Regions from separate parts of the Mus musculus genome. Here region 2 is linked to region 1. Evidence: chromatin contacts called from public promoter capture Hi-C data. All regions are on one chromosome and are shown on one strand. Each heading gives the region's core, a stretch centred on a gene start, on an enhancer-like site or on the middle of the called end of the contact. The rest is flanking DNA. Distances are from core to core; before and after follow the strand shown.

Region 1 (3,929 bases), core at 1,158-3,657:
AGTTCCCGTGAAACTCGGGTCTGCAACTGTGTCCCAAGATTTTGGGCCTGTCATGCAGTCTTCACTGGACTGGGTGTGACATAGTGTGCTGTGTTTTCTCCTAGATTATATATTCAGGCCTCACATAAAAACCATTAACCCATTTCTGCTAATTTTTAGGTATGAAATAAGGGTCCAGTTTGATTACTCTGCCACTGTCCTCTGGACCATTTGTTCAAAATAGTGTCCTTTCCCTGTTGTGTATCTTGTCAAAGGTCAGCTGAGCATGTATGTCTATATTTTTGGGGTTTTGATTAGTGTATGCATGTTTCTTATTATTTAAGAACCACAATGCTCCAGTTATTATAGCTTTATGATATATTTTGAAATCAGGAAACTTATCCTCATGCCTTTGTTCTGTCTCATGTCTTTTGTTTTGCTCATTGAAGGCCATTTTAGTTCATTTGGACTCTTATCTATGAAGATCACAGACTGAATAGTTCATAAAGTATAGATATGTATTTTCTCATTATTTTTAGATAGCAGGATTTCCAAGGCTGACATCTGACAAGCGTTCTGATATGTGAAATCTGAGTCTGATTCACACAGGAAGAACTCTCATTGGGGAATAACTTCTCTTCCTCCTTCTTTCCCCTCCCCCTTTCCTCTCTCCCCTTATCTCTCTCCTGCTTCCCCTCTTCCTCCTTCCCCTCTTCCTCCTTCCCCTCTTCCTTTCCCCCTCCTCCCCCTCTCTTCCTCTTTCCCTCTCTCCTTCTCCCTTTTCTTCTTTTTAAAAAAGATTTTTAAATTTATTTTATGTATATGAGTACACTGTAGCTGTACAGATGGTTGTGAGCCTTCATGTGGTTGTTTAGAATTGAATTTAGGACCTCTGCTCTCTCCAGTCAACCCCACTCACTCTTGTCGGCCCTACTCTGGCACAAAGATTTATTTATTATTATACTTAAGTACACTGTGACTGTCTTCAGATGCACCAAAAGAGGGCATCAGATCTAGTTATGGGTGGTTGTGAGCGTGAACTCATGACCTTCAGAAGAGCAGTCAGTGGTCTTACCTCTTAGCCTCATAGTGTATAGATCATAATATATAGAATTTTGATTCATGATCACAATCATGATAATAATCCATGATAATAATTTACATACCTAGTTATTGAACTAAAGGCCACCATGACTACTGACATATTAAAAGTGTTGAAAATTCTCATATATAATATGTGAGCTACTCTATGCTGTAATAATTCAGTCTTCCTTCGGACTACTAGAATTATTAGTAACTTTTATTATTTCAGAATGGCTTATGTTTCAATGGTAAACTATATATTTTTTGATGCTTATGCCAAAAGTAGGTTTAACGGAGAAAGCATTTCAATGTCTTTATTTTTATCTAGCCCAGAGATCATGTATGGTATGCCTTGATTGATTACCCTGAAGTCAATGTGCTAGTTCTTGTGAAGGAAGCTTGTTCATCACAGAATAATCAAATATTTACTGTTGGCCCTGTGTGTTTTTCAAACAGTTAATCATACGTTGTTCAGTACTGATGAACACCAAAGGACTGAACGTGGCATAACCACTGGACACAAACATCTGGACACAGCGATGGGTTGGGTCATTATTCCACATAACTCTCCAGGAGGAGGCAATGGAATCCAGACAGTACGTGACCAAAAAGAAGCTCACTAGCAACAGAATGTTCCGGACGGCCCTCTGCTCTGGGGATGCTTTGCGGGAAATGCTGGTGTTGTGAAGGTACTGACACTGCCTTTTATGTCTGCACAAGACAGTCACCATGTATATACTTGAAAGTACCATGAGCCCTACTAGAGAGGCATCCCGGAAGGCAGCCAGTATAGAAAGTAAGTGTCTCATGGTGTCACTAACAACCCAGAGAGAGCAGGATTTAGTGACCAGTATGAGAATGTGTGAGGTCACATTGTGGGCGGCCACAATGGAGTTTGAAAAAACATTAATGGACATGTGGAAGGCCCACAGGGAAAGAAAGCAGCACAAGTTGTGCCAGAGGGAGTTAGGTTTGACCTTTGCCAAACAGGAACTTCTGGGGCTGAGGAGGATGACCTGGAGGACGCTCAGGTGACATGTGGCACAAATGGAGACACCCCTCATCAGCCTGTACAAGGAGATCACTGATTTACATGTGAAGTCATCCCAAAACCCCTGGGACCCCAAAATGTCTGTAGCCATGGCAGCCATGGCCAGCAGCATCACGATGTGGCTTAGAGCCAGGACACCAATGGTTATGTTGATGGGCTTGTGCCTGAGTTCCTGAAAGAATGTGACCACGTGGGAGAGCAGGAGGATGGTGTTGGCTGAGACCCCAAAGACAATTTCAGAAAAAAAAGCATTTCTTATGCCATTGATATTGTATACTGGGTCGTTTCTGTTCATCTTATGGGGGAAAGGAACACACAAGGACACATCTGAAAGCAATGCAAGAAAAACCAGTTATTACCCACTGCTGTCGTTATCCATCTCAGCCCACACTATGGCTGTCTCGGAATGGATAAATCATGGTGTAGCCTGATCTGATCCTCATGTTCTCCAGGGACCATCCCCTCTCCCTTCTCCCCTCTCCTCCCCTCTCCTCCCCTCTCCTTCCCTCTCCCCTCTCCTTCCCTCTCCCCTCTCCCCTCTCCTTCCCTCTCCCCTTTCCCCCCTCCTTCCCTCTCCCCTCTCCTCCCCTCTCCTCCCCTCTCCTTTCTCCCCTCCCATCACTTTCTGGTCATGGCTGAATTCTATATCCTAATACTTGTTCCTGCAGTACATGTACTTTCTTATACTACAAAAATTACCATATAGTAGAGCAGATCTTACCTGAATAATATATATATATATATCTTTTTTTTTTTTTTTTTTTTTTTTTTTTTGGGCAACAGCAATGTCTTGCTTGGCTTTAGCCCTCCTCTTCCTCCTCCTTTTCTTTGAGACAGGATTTCATGTTGCACTGGCTAGCCTCGAAGACACTATGTAGCTAAGAGTGATCTTGAATTTCTAGTTCTCTCCTCCAGCACGCCCCCCCTCCCCGCCCCCCTCCCTGTCAGGTATGTACCATTATGGTTTGTGTGGTGCCTGGAATCCAACCCAGGGCATTGTGCCTGTGAGGTGAGCACTCTATCATCTGAGCTCCACTCTTAACTCCTCAATCTGCTTCCTCCCTCTTGATGTCAGTACAAAGTAACAGTTGTATCTTTTTGGTAGACTTAAATGAGGAAGTAGCATAGAAACAGAAATGAGGTCTTCCAAGTGTCAATGGATCAGATAACTACTTATCAGTATTAACATTATTGCTATTAGTATCAGTATTAACTTTATTCTAGCTGATGTATTACTAGAACAGATCTTGATACATCAACAGAAGGAATGTTGGTCCCTGTGGACTGATTCACACTGGTTGAATGAACATCCATGATCTGCTATACTATGAGAATGATCTTAAGTAGCCTATAACTCCAAGGTCCAGTCATCGTTTATATGAGAAAAGATGAGCTATACATACCAAGCTTGAGAGTGTTTCAAGTCTGTGATGATGTCTATAAAAAAGCAGCGATTGCTTTTTATTATTGTGTAGTTTCTCATACATGTAATGGGATATTTAGTACAGTTCTTTTAATAGTTGATCAATTCAGTCTCTGTTAAAAGATACAAAAGTTATCAAAAGCTTAGAATGGAATATAGTATCTGGTAGAATTTTAGATTTTTCCACTTTAACTTCCCAAGGTGGGACAGAGATTTCACATGGGTGGTGTTGTTGCTATTGTTTTGTTTTTAAATCATCATGCCAGAGTGACTAGTTCATTTGAATACAATCCAGCTATTAACTGGTAGAAACACAGGTTGATCAATATGTTTCTCTTTAGGTATGTGGAGTTGGTATGGTTGGTAGAATTGGAATTAAAGTAGGGTGTAACA
Region 2 (3,908 bases), core at 973-3,472, 360 kb after region 1:
TCTCGAAGGAGGAGACTTTGAAAGAATGTAAATGAGCCAGACTTGGGGCAAGAGCATGCCTGGGAGATGAGGAGGGTAAGAGAGAAGAGCGGGGTGTCTCCAGGAAACCGAAGCAGCCGCAGCAGCTGCACCAAGTGTGGTAGACAAGAGAGAAAACAGAGTGGCCTCATTGGTCTTATTTTTATCTTCATTTAATGTTGAGACACAGTCTTACTGTGTAGCTCAGGCTAGCCTAGAACTTACTAAACAGCCAAAGCTACAAAGTGTCTTGAGGGCTTCAATCAAGGGTGTGTACCACCATGCCCGGCTGAGGTGAGGAAGGGAGAGCCAGTGATTCACCCTGGGTACCCAGGTGCTCTGAATCCTGTTCCACAGAGACTTCTCTAGTCTTCCTTGCCACTTATCTTCAAATTTGAGTCAAGTTCTCATGTGGTCCAAGCTGGCCTCAAATGAACTCACTGTATAGCCAAGGCCAGCCTCCATCTTCTTCTGTTGTTATTAGTATTTATTTTGTGTGTGTGCACATTCGTGCCTGTGAGATTCTGCACGTGTGCGCCACAGTGTGCATATGAAGGTCAGAGAAAAATTTTGGGGGAGTTGGTTCTCTTTTTCCAGGTGGGTTCTGCAACAGAACTAAGGTCATTAGAAATGACCACCAAAGCCCTTACTCAATGAGCCATCTTTGTGGCCCCAGGCTTTGAATCTCTCATCCTCCCATCTCCACCTCCTGAGTCCTGGAATGGCAGGCATATATTAGCATGCACCTGATTTTATATGGTGCTTGGGATAGAACCCAGGGCTTCATGCATGCTAAGTAAAGACTACCAACTGAGCTATACCCCCGCTAGTCTCTGGTACTTTCAGACTAGACTCAGTAACAAAAGCAGCCTGGGGGAACCAAGAGGATAGAAGCAGGGTATGAATGTCCATTGTCCTAACAGGAATCTAGAAGTTTAGACTTCCTCTCAGTTCCTGGGAAAAGTCAAGTGAGGGTCCCATGGGCATCCACTGGCGATTGAAACCACAAGGGAACGGGAAGGGCTTAAGGGCAGAGACTCTGAGGGTTAGGACAGGAGTATCTAGGAGTTGAGCAGAGGTTTCCGGGTGAGGACTCTAGGTCAGCAAAATAATGAGTAACAGAATCATTGGAGCCCATCGATTCTTTAAGCTACCCTTCAGTTCTTTAAGTTAAAGAGTCCTCTAACTGCACTTTGAGAGCCAGACAAAACCCACGCTGGATAAATACATGTACTTGCATTTACAAGTGCCACATGTACTTGTGACCACCTTTGTCAGCCAGAGCCAGGCTGTGCCCACCCCTTGCCCCCACCCACCCAGCAGTCCCGAGTCTTCTATCCTACTCTGATATCCCCACCCCCACCCCTACTGCCGAGCAGTGTCTCCACCCTCACTCAGATCACCACTAGAGTCCAGTAAAAGTTTCACCCCAGCGGCCCTGTGTCCCTGCGGCTTTGTGAAGCCGAAGGCAGCCTCCAGGGCGTGTCCACTAATGGGATTTGGGGTCCTGTCCTGCGAAGCGCTCTGCGCGCAGCTTGGGGCAGGTCCACTGGCTGGGCCTCAGTCTGCATAGGGAGTCCCCTTAGCAGCAATCGCGGAGCACTACTAAGCAGGGACTACCGAGCCGGGGAGCCAGGGACTTGCAGCCTCCCGGAACCCCGAGTGCCCTTCCAGGCCCTGCCGGCCCTGCCTGTTCCCCTCGCGCTTCCTACCGTGGGCCGCTTCCATTCGATGCCCCGAGTTTTGCTGGAGTAGGGCCCCAACTCCTTATAGCCCAAGGATGACGGCAGGGCGGGGAAGGAAGGATCCTGGAAGAGCGCCCCGGCCTCCAGGCACTCGTTCCGCAGCGTCTCGTAGTCCTGGTTGAGGTACTTGATGGCTCTCTCATGCGACCCCAGCCCCTCGGCCGCTTCGCGGTCCTTGGCCAGCTTTATCGCGATGCCCGCCATGGTAGCGATCCGGTTGGCGCACTGCACGGAGAAAGGGGTCGCGGAGAGGCGGGGCACGGCACTCGGCTGGGGCGCGGCCGGGCCCGGGGCGCTGCAGCGGACTGCGGGAGCCGCTGCTGCGGGGATGATTCACCGGCGGGAAGCGCCTGGGCCGTGCGCGGGGTGTGGCCTCCGCCTCCCCAGGCCTGCTCGGCGCCGGGCTCCGGACGCGGCTCGCCGGCGACCTGCACAGTGCCAGCCCGACCGTGAGGACTACGGGGCCGATGCTGCCACCTTCGGACGGCTCTCGGGATGGCGCGGCCCGGTGGGGAGGGCGAGCGGGGGGTGTTGGGGGGACGACAATCGCAAGTTGGGGAGCGAAGTTGTCAAACCCCAGCCATTGGGGAGTAAGGCTGGGCGAAACTCAGCAATGACTGTCCAGAAAACATCGGATGAGTCAGGAGCGGATGAGGGAGGGAGCGCGGCGACTAAGCCAGTTGCCACTCATTGGGCTCAGGATCGAAAGAGAGCTCTGCAGGCTCTGGGCACACATGTTACCTACCACCCCCAAATTTGTGAGAAATGGCTACTGGTGTGTCCATCTTACAGATGAGAAACTGAGCTCCAAAGAAGTTCAAAGATGTAACCCCTACAAATTAAAGCAAGACAGGAATTTTAGGGTCCCAGGGCCTCTGCAGTTACTTATTTGTGCATAAGTAGGGCTGTACAATTTGACAAAAACAAAAAACAAAAAAACAAAAAAACAAAACAAAACAATCCATGCTTGTTAAATCTAAATTTCAAGAAAAGGGGCTGGGGGATTGTGTGGTTTTAGCATACGTAGCCCTCAAATATCACCCGAGGCAAACCTGTGTTAGAATAATAATGTGATGCTTATCTAAAACTCAGATTTACCTGGGATGATTTATTGAGTTGCTGCTGGGACACCATTTAGAACAGAGCCCCTGTTGGTGGCCTGTACCACCGCTCTGTCCAATGAAAGTTTTCGCTGCCACTCACACACACAGAACTGGGCGGGCTTGTGCTATGAATGGTTTAAAGCACGGGTTCTCAACTGGAAGCAACCCGCACGCACCAATGTGACCCTAAAGGTTTTTGACCCTAACTGCAGACTTTCCTCATATTGTCACAACTGGGACAAAGGAGGCTCCTGGCCTCTACTGGGTGGAAGCCAGGTGCTACTAAAGGATGGTCGGGCGGAGGGCATCCCTCTACAGAGAGAACAGGAAGAAAAGTGCAGTCTGAAAGATCTCTGTGCCAGGCTGAGAAACCCTGGTTTGAACCTCATCTTGGTTCAGCATTGATGGTTTCTGAGATAGTTTGTAACTCTGTCAGTTGCAGGAAATTGTAGCAACTTGAAATATCAGTGATATGCAAATGACTGTTCCTGGAAGAATCAAAGTGTCTGTCTCCCTGTGGCAAAGCCAGGGCTTGTCTGTTGATACTGCTACCTCACTATTCTCTCCTGGGCATGGCAGGTGTCTGGGATCTTCCCCCACTTCCCTTTTGAATCCTGAGCCCAGAAAAAATCAGGGTGGGGCCAAAGGAAATCAGATGGTGGGAAAAAATGAACAGCTTCCGGAAAAGAGCCATGAAGCTTAGAAACCACCATGCTGCAAACAAATGCTGGCTGTCGAGCATGGTAGCCCATGTCTTTAAATCCCAACACTTAACATGAAGTGCCTGACGGGCCGCGCCCAGAAGGTTCTACCCAGCAGTAAGCTGGATACATACATGCTAAGGGGAGGCAGGGATGGGGGCAGATCTCCATGAATTCCAGGCCAGCCTGGTCTGCACGGAGTGTTCCAGGCTAGCTAGGGCTATACAACAAGACCCTGTCTAAAAAAACAAAAGTACAAACAAACAAAACATGAGGTGTCTGGTTACTCCATCTGTATTTGTCAAATAAAATCTTTTAAAATGTGTTCATTTGTATCAATA

Evidence for each region. Promoter capture Hi-C pulls out the DNA fragments that hold promoters and counts their contacts.
Region 2: a promoter capture Hi-C map of embryonic stem cells shows a contact between it and region 1, with 12 times the contacts expected there. The contact joins the promoter of Capn2 here to the promoter of Vmn1r1 in region 1. A contact is called at or near these places in 20 of 39 promoter capture datasets (the 3T3-L1 cell line, 3T3-L1-derived adipocytes, the C10 cell line and 12 more), 1 of 15 datasets of contacts at CTCF or cohesin (large pre-B cells), 4 of 484 Hi-C or Micro-C datasets (the CH12 cell line and embryonic stem cells), 19 of 115 datasets of contacts at active chromatin or transcription factors (bone marrow-derived macrophages, cardiomyocytes, embryonic forebrain and 11 more) and 1 of 9 other capture datasets (liver).

Annotation. Positions count from the first base shown.
Region 1 is chr1:182,155,691-182,159,619 of GRCm38.p6, forward strand. It overlaps Vmn1r1 (vomeronasal 1 receptor 1), which reads right to left and starts at 2,408. Exons shown (of 1, transcript NM_001166728.1): 1 at 1,488-2,408. The coding sequence starts at 2,408. The coding sequence ends at 1,488.
Region 2 is chr1:182,515,388-182,519,295 of GRCm38.p6, forward strand. Capn2 (calpain 2) reads right to left here and starts at 2,223. Exons shown (of 21, transcript NM_009794.4): 1 at 1,731-2,223. The coding sequence starts at 1,967.